Regions from separate parts of the Mus musculus genome. Here region 2 is linked to region 1. Evidence: chromatin contacts called from public HiChIP or PLAC-seq data. All regions are on one chromosome and are shown on one strand. Each heading gives the region's core, a stretch centred on a gene start, on an enhancer-like site or on the middle of the called end of the contact. The rest is flanking DNA. Distances are from core to core; before and after follow the strand shown. Region 1 overlaps Dnm1 (dynamin 1). Region 2 holds the start of Ak1 (adenylate kinase 1).

The links. HiChIP or PLAC-seq counts read pairs in DNA pulled down with a chosen protein or histone mark.
Region 2: a contact with region 1 is called in an HNF4G HiChIP or PLAC-seq map of pancreatic cancer cells. The contact joins the promoter of Ak1 here to the enhancer-like site in region 1. A contact is called at or near these places in 2 of 39 promoter capture datasets (both in liver), 1 of 484 Hi-C or Micro-C datasets (embryonic stem cells), 4 of 115 datasets of contacts at active chromatin or transcription factors (embryonic limb bud, embryonic stem cells and pancreatic cancer cells) and 2 of 9 other capture datasets (liver and pancreatic islet).

Annotation. Positions count from the first base shown.
Region 1 is chr2:32,324,097-32,327,179 of GRCm38.p6, forward strand. The region is part of intron 11 of Dnm1 (dynamin 1); the gene reads right to left. Among named protein-coding and RNA genes, the nearest start is that of Mir199b, 7.2 kb to the left of the region's middle. Within about 2 kb of position 1,460, at least 56 of the 459 cell types and tissues checked have an H3K27ac peak or open chromatin away from gene starts, as enhancers often do. A contact at or near this core is called in pancreatic cancer cells, where this site is marked.
Region 2 is chr2:32,623,937-32,626,973 of GRCm38.p6, forward strand. Ak1 (adenylate kinase 1) reads left to right here and starts at 1,501. Exons shown (of 7, transcript NM_001198791.1): 1 at 1,501-1,602.

The DNA.
Region 1 (3,083 bases), core at 210-2,709:
ACAGTCTTAAAATATGCAAAAATTGTCCACCCTTGTTCATAAAGAGCTCCTAGTCAAATCAGAAATATCTCCCCCCAACTTCTTTTTTTTAGAGACAGGGTTTCTCTGTGTAGCCCTGGCTGTCCTGGAACTCACTTCATAGACCAGGCTGGCCTCGAACTCAGAAATCCACCTGCCTCTGCCTCCCAAGTGCTGGGATTAAAGGCGTGCACCACCACGCCCAGCAGATCTTTCTTAACCCTAATGAATAGTAAGTGTTAATAAAGGTTAGGATAGCATGTGCATAGGAAGATGGAACTGTAGCTCTTTTTTTTTTTTACTTTTGAAAAGATTTACGGATTATTATTTATGTTATGTGTATGGATGTTTTGTCTGCATGCCTCTGTATGCATCACTTACATACAGTGCCTCCAGAGGCCAGAAGAGGGCGTCCAGTCACCTAAAACTGGAGTTACAGGTGGTTGTGGGCTGCCATGTCGGTTCTGGGAACCAAACCCTGGCAGCCAGTCAGTGCTCTTAATCTCTGAGCCATCTCCCCAGACCCAGCGCTGTAACTCTTGTTTTTGTACTGTGGTGGATGGAACACAGTTACCTACATAAGTGAGGCAGGAGCTGCTGTGAGTAATTAGTGTTACTTGTGGAAGGTGACCTGGTAATGCTTAACATTAAAGTTAACCTTTCTAGAACTGTATCTCAGATAAGCTCATCGAATAATCAAAGATCTAGGAGCCAGAGCGTCCAAGGTGGGTAAAGTTCTCTCTCTCTCTCTCTCTCTCTCTCTCTCTCTCTCACACACACACACACACACACACACATACACAAGATGTTTATGTTCACTGCCCAGGCTAGTCTTGAACTCTGGGGTGTAAGTGCTCCTCCAACCTCAGTCTTCCCAGTACCCAGTACCAGGGACAATAGGCCTATGTCTACAAGCTTGGGTGTGGTATAATTTGTAATGGAAGAAATTTGGGAACAAGGCAATGACCATTAGAAAGTGAAATAGATTAGGTGGCCTGACAATGAAAGACTCTATAGATGTTCAAAAGCATAGGAAAATTCTAGACTGTTGTGGAGAAACACAACACACACACACACACACACACACACACACTACAAATTCTGAAGTGTGACGATACTTGTATTTGGGTCTTTTGTTTTGCTGTGGTTTGTTTTGGTTTGGTTTATGAGACAGGGTCTTACATAGCCCAAGTCTGGCTTCAAATTCTTTAGGTAGCTGAGGCTAGCTTTGAGTGCCTGATCTTTCTGCCTCCACCTCCAAAGAGCTGGGGTTCCAGGCAAATGCCACCACGTCCAGCCTTGAGTCTTGATGAAAGTGACTGCTGGGTCCACCCCTAAGTCCTCTTCCTCCCTTCCTGTGAGCTGGGGCCTGTCCTTCCTGAGGCGGACATTCTGCTGAGGAAGCACTTCTGGACCTGAAGGACTGGCGAACACAAATTACACTGAAGTGAGTCACTCCTTCAGCATGTCAGAGAGCCAGCAGATGCTCAATAGTGTGAGTGTTGTTGAGAGAAAGGCACAATGCACCGGAAGAATATGGTTCCTAGAGGTAGCGCTGAAGCTGGGGGTGTGGCTCAGGTGACAGCGTCCTTGCCTAGCACGCAGGAAGCCCTGGCTTCACTCTCTAACAAACACCACATAAAGTGGGCATGGTGGCTCATTCCTGTAATCTGAGCATTCATAGGGGAGGAGCAGGAGGAGTAGGACTGCAAGTTTATCCTCTGCTACGTAGTGAATTCAAAGCAGCCTGGGCTATGTAAGTCCTAACACTCACACATACACAGTTGGAGGGACACAGTTGGAGGGGGACAGTTGGAGGGAGAGAGGAATGGAGGGGAGAAGGAGGTGGGATGCTGGGTAGCATCACACTGAAGTGATTTGTGGGCAGACGTGGGTGAGAGCGGTGTGTATACCGCGTGTGCACATGGAGATCAGAAGATAATAACCATGGCTTTCCTTGCTTGCCGGCTACCTTGGTTGAGACAAGGTCTCTTGCTATTTACCGTTGCACACACCAAGCTAGCTGGACCTTGGGCTTCCTGGGGTTCTCATGCTCTCCCCCCCCACCCCCCCGAAGAAAGTTATCAAGACAGGATCCCTCTATGTAGTCCTGGCTGTCCTGGGACTTGCTACTTGCTATCTGGCCTCAAATTCAGAGCGATCCTCTTTCACCTTCTTACGCCACTTTCCAGGAATCCTGGAACACAGCTGTTCCTAAGGACATTTGGCATAATAAGGACTTAAAAACATGAAAGAGAACCAAGGATACATGGTGGAGAAGGGATATGCACGAGGACATGGGTGGGGTGAGGGAACAGGAAGGTGGAGCACCAAGGTAAGTTTAGAGAGGTAACAGACAATCAAAGAGTGGGTAAGTGGTGCCGGCCTTTAATCCCAGCCCTTGGGAGGTAGAGGCAGGCGGATCTCTGAGTCTGAGGCCAGCCTGGTCTACAGAGTGAGTTCCAGGCTACATAGTGAGACCCTGTTCTGAGCCTCAGGAGGCCCAAATATCTCTGCTCTTCCCAAAGACAACATCTGGTGTCTAAATCTGTGAATGAATGAATATTTCAGAAACAGAAATGCAAAAGGTGGATCGGCTGTGAGGGCCCAAGGCCAGCCAGAGACTTAGCAAACAGACAGACAGACAGACAGACAGAGGAAGGCCTCAGGGGGATGGCTGCACAGACCACCAGGAAGCCAAGGATGCCAGATAGACAAAGAAAAAGGAAGGATCTGGAATCTGGATGCAGGGGGTAGGTACACTCCAGAGGACGAGGCAGGAGGATCATAGGTTTGTGGCCAGCTTAGGCTACATAGTGAGATTTCAATTTGGGGTGGAGGACAGATGGGAAGAGAGGAAGAAAGAGAGGAAGGGAGGGAGGGAAGGAGCAAAAGAAACAAGAAACGGAAGGAGGAAAGAGAGAGAGAGAGAGAACATGGTGGGAGTATAAAGGGTGAAATAAGTGTGGTGGTTTCTCAAATAACTAAACAAATGGGGTCAACCCGGGATGCAGCTCAGCGGTAGCCTGTGTGCTCAGCGCGTGTCTGGCCCTGCACGCAATTCG
Region 2 (3,037 bases), core at 251-2,750, 300 kb after region 1:
TCCTTTGACCTCATCCTTCCCTCTTGGCTTTGTTACTGTTTCTTCTCCTTGAGCTGAGGGCTTGCCTCAGTTCTAATTCTCCAGCCTTTTTCTTTTTCCAACCGCTGAGCCATCTCTCCAACCCCAGACCTGGAATTTCTGATCCCCTTCTGTATCCCTCTAGTACCAGGATCATAGGTTCAAGCTGCCTTATCCAGTACACATGGCGTGAGCCCAGGGCTTCCTACACTGGGCACTACTCTCACCAAGTTCCATCACCTCTATCCAGCCTGCATTCAGAATCATTTTTATTCAGGTGAGATTGGACCTGGGCAGGTGTGCATCATGTCTCTCACAGGTGCCTGCTACCCCAGCAAGTGAGGTTTCCCTTCTCACCCAGAGCTGCTCTGAGTGAGTAGCAGCTCCCATGCACCCTTCTGTGCTATGGCCCCAGTCAGTCCCCGCCACTGGGCTTAAGAACCTTCCTGTGTAAATCCTGTTCCTGAATGGGTTTCTGATGTAGGAGCTGATAAAATCAATCTGCTTTCCCCGAAAGTTGTGCAATGCACACACCAGCCTAAGTATTGGGAGTAGCCTTTCAGGCCAGCACAGGACAGATGGCCCAGTCCATCTGCCCCCACAGTGGCAGGACCTTGGTATGCAGGCTGCTACTGGTGTTCAGGCACCACCCAAACTGGTTGTCTGTGGCTCCCAAGCATTTACAAAAGTTTCCAGTTTCACCCTATTTTGCTGTTCGGAGCCATGCTTTGGAGGCCTTATGTGAGCCGATCCCTCTGTCCTGCTATGCTTTGAGCACCAGCACCCTGTACCACTTCTCCTGTAGAGAGCTCCCTAATTAGGCACATGGCTTTCCACACGGGGAGTCTCAGGTGGCCTCTGGGTCCTGCTCTGTGCTTAGGGGTTCCCTGGGCACAGCTGGAGTCTGCTGTTGGCATCATCGTGCTCCACCGGGTACTCAGAAATGAGAGTCCTCATTCTTAGCAAACCCCAATCTGGATACACAAAGCTTTCTGAGTGTTCTTTCTCCATGTTCAACCATGGAGAGTTCAAGGCTGGCTTATCATCTACCTAGCCACCAGATAGTCAGGATCCAGGAGGAGCTCAAAGAGTCATTTCCAATAGGGGAGATGTCTCAGGGTAGGGGGTCTCAGAGCCTGAGGATGGTGACCCTGGAACAACAAAGTTTACACCCTGGTCCCCCTCCCTCCTTACTTCCCTGGTCTGGTCTCCTTGATTAAACGCTGAGATTAAACACACCAACTTGTCTGAGCATCAGCTGACCCAGCTAAAGAACCCTTGTCTGTGGAGAGTCGTGCGGGCATAGAGTGGTGGCAGACACACTGTGTGCAGGTTTAGTCCCAGGGAGTGCCTGGTGGGGACGCTCACTCCTAAGCTTTCCATGAGAGTTCCTGCTTTCTTCTCTCTCCTCCTCCTTCCCCCGGCTCCCTCCCTCCTCCCTTCTCTCTGCCATCTCGCCAGAGTGCTGGCTCCCAGCATGCCATGCGTGCGCGCTGACAGCCTTATAAATAGTCGCCTTTGCAGGCGGCTGAGAGGACAGGCAGGGCACTCACTGGCCCCAGCGCCCACCACACCCTCCCCCAGGTCAGTGTGTGTCTGCTCCATTGTCTGCCCGCGTGGAAGCCTCTAAGAGGTGTGGGGAGACATCACCTGTGGGAAGGTGGGGTTGCTGGTATCAGGCTACCCTTGGGTTCTGTGTGTCTTGAATGTTTGTATCCATGGTTATGAGCTGTGTGTGTTTGCATGTGTATCCTATCAGCTATCAGCTCTGGGTGCATGTACCCTGTGGCAATGTGTGTGCATGTGTGCTCAAGTGTGTGTGTGTGTGTGTGTGTCCTGGTACTCTCAGCTTCCCAGACCCTCTTTGTCCCAGCTGGTATTCCTGGGGCTTCAGTTCCACCCATGCCCTTGGCAATTCTGTGCTGAGGCCCTAAGGGACAAGGGAAGGACAGAGGCCTATCTCCTTGTCCCAGAGGACCTGGATAGGGTCAGCCTGTGTGTTCACAAGAATTGTAATGCCACCAAGTGTTGTGAGGATCTGGGGCTCCTGGATGTTGGAGCTCTGCCAGCACCTCCTGCCCAATCAGGGGCTCCGCAGGAACCCTCCTGCCTGACTCACAGGTCCACTCAGCTTACCCAGGATGCTTCAGCATCAGCAAGGCTGGCCAGAGAGGGGACATCAGCTGCCCAAGGTCACACAGCTGAGTGATAGGGTTTGACTTGAACCCTGTCTGATAGCTAGCCTCTATGAGGGCTTTTGCTGAGCAAGCACCTGGGACAAACAGGCATAGAGATTGGGGAAGTGTGTCCCCTGGGGCCTCTGCTCCTTGAGCCACCTAGAAGACAGTCATATTAGGAGCACTGGGGCCCTGACCCAGGGAACCTTATAAGGCCTGGCTGCGTAGTCCTGTAACCTTACTCTTGTCTGGGACCCCTGGCTTTCCGGAGGCCTCCTCACGACCCAAGTTATTTTAGACCAAAGAAGCAGGTGTCTGTGGGACAGAGGGACTCAGGTTACCAGGAGGGGTGGGGCATGTAGAGGGGAGTGATCTCCTAGGACATGCTGGTGGCTGTCCAGGCCCTGGGACACTCCTCCCCCCCTGGGCAGCTGCCGAAGGACTTGGCAGCCCCATGCCTCCTCCTGCACACTCTGTAGGCTTAGAGGCTGCAGCTCAGGCCATGGGTCTCAAGGTTCTTGTGTGTTTGGGGGTGCCAGGCTTGAGCTTGACCCCAGCCAGAGTCTGGAGCTAGTCTGTGTCCCTCCCCCAAGCCCAATTCCCTCCCCAGATGGCAGGCAGGGTGGAATGAGAGTCCCAGGCCAGTGCTATCCTCTGCCAGGCCCAATCAGGGACAGGAACAAGATCCATGGTGCTAATGAGTGTCCTGACACCTTAAGCTGGGTACCTTGCAACTTGAAGTTCAGAGACAGCACCTGTCAATGTGGGACCCTAGGGTGCAATCTAGGAAGGCATCCTGAAAGAGGTGACATTTGAGCTGGGGCCTCCAGTAGCATTTGGAG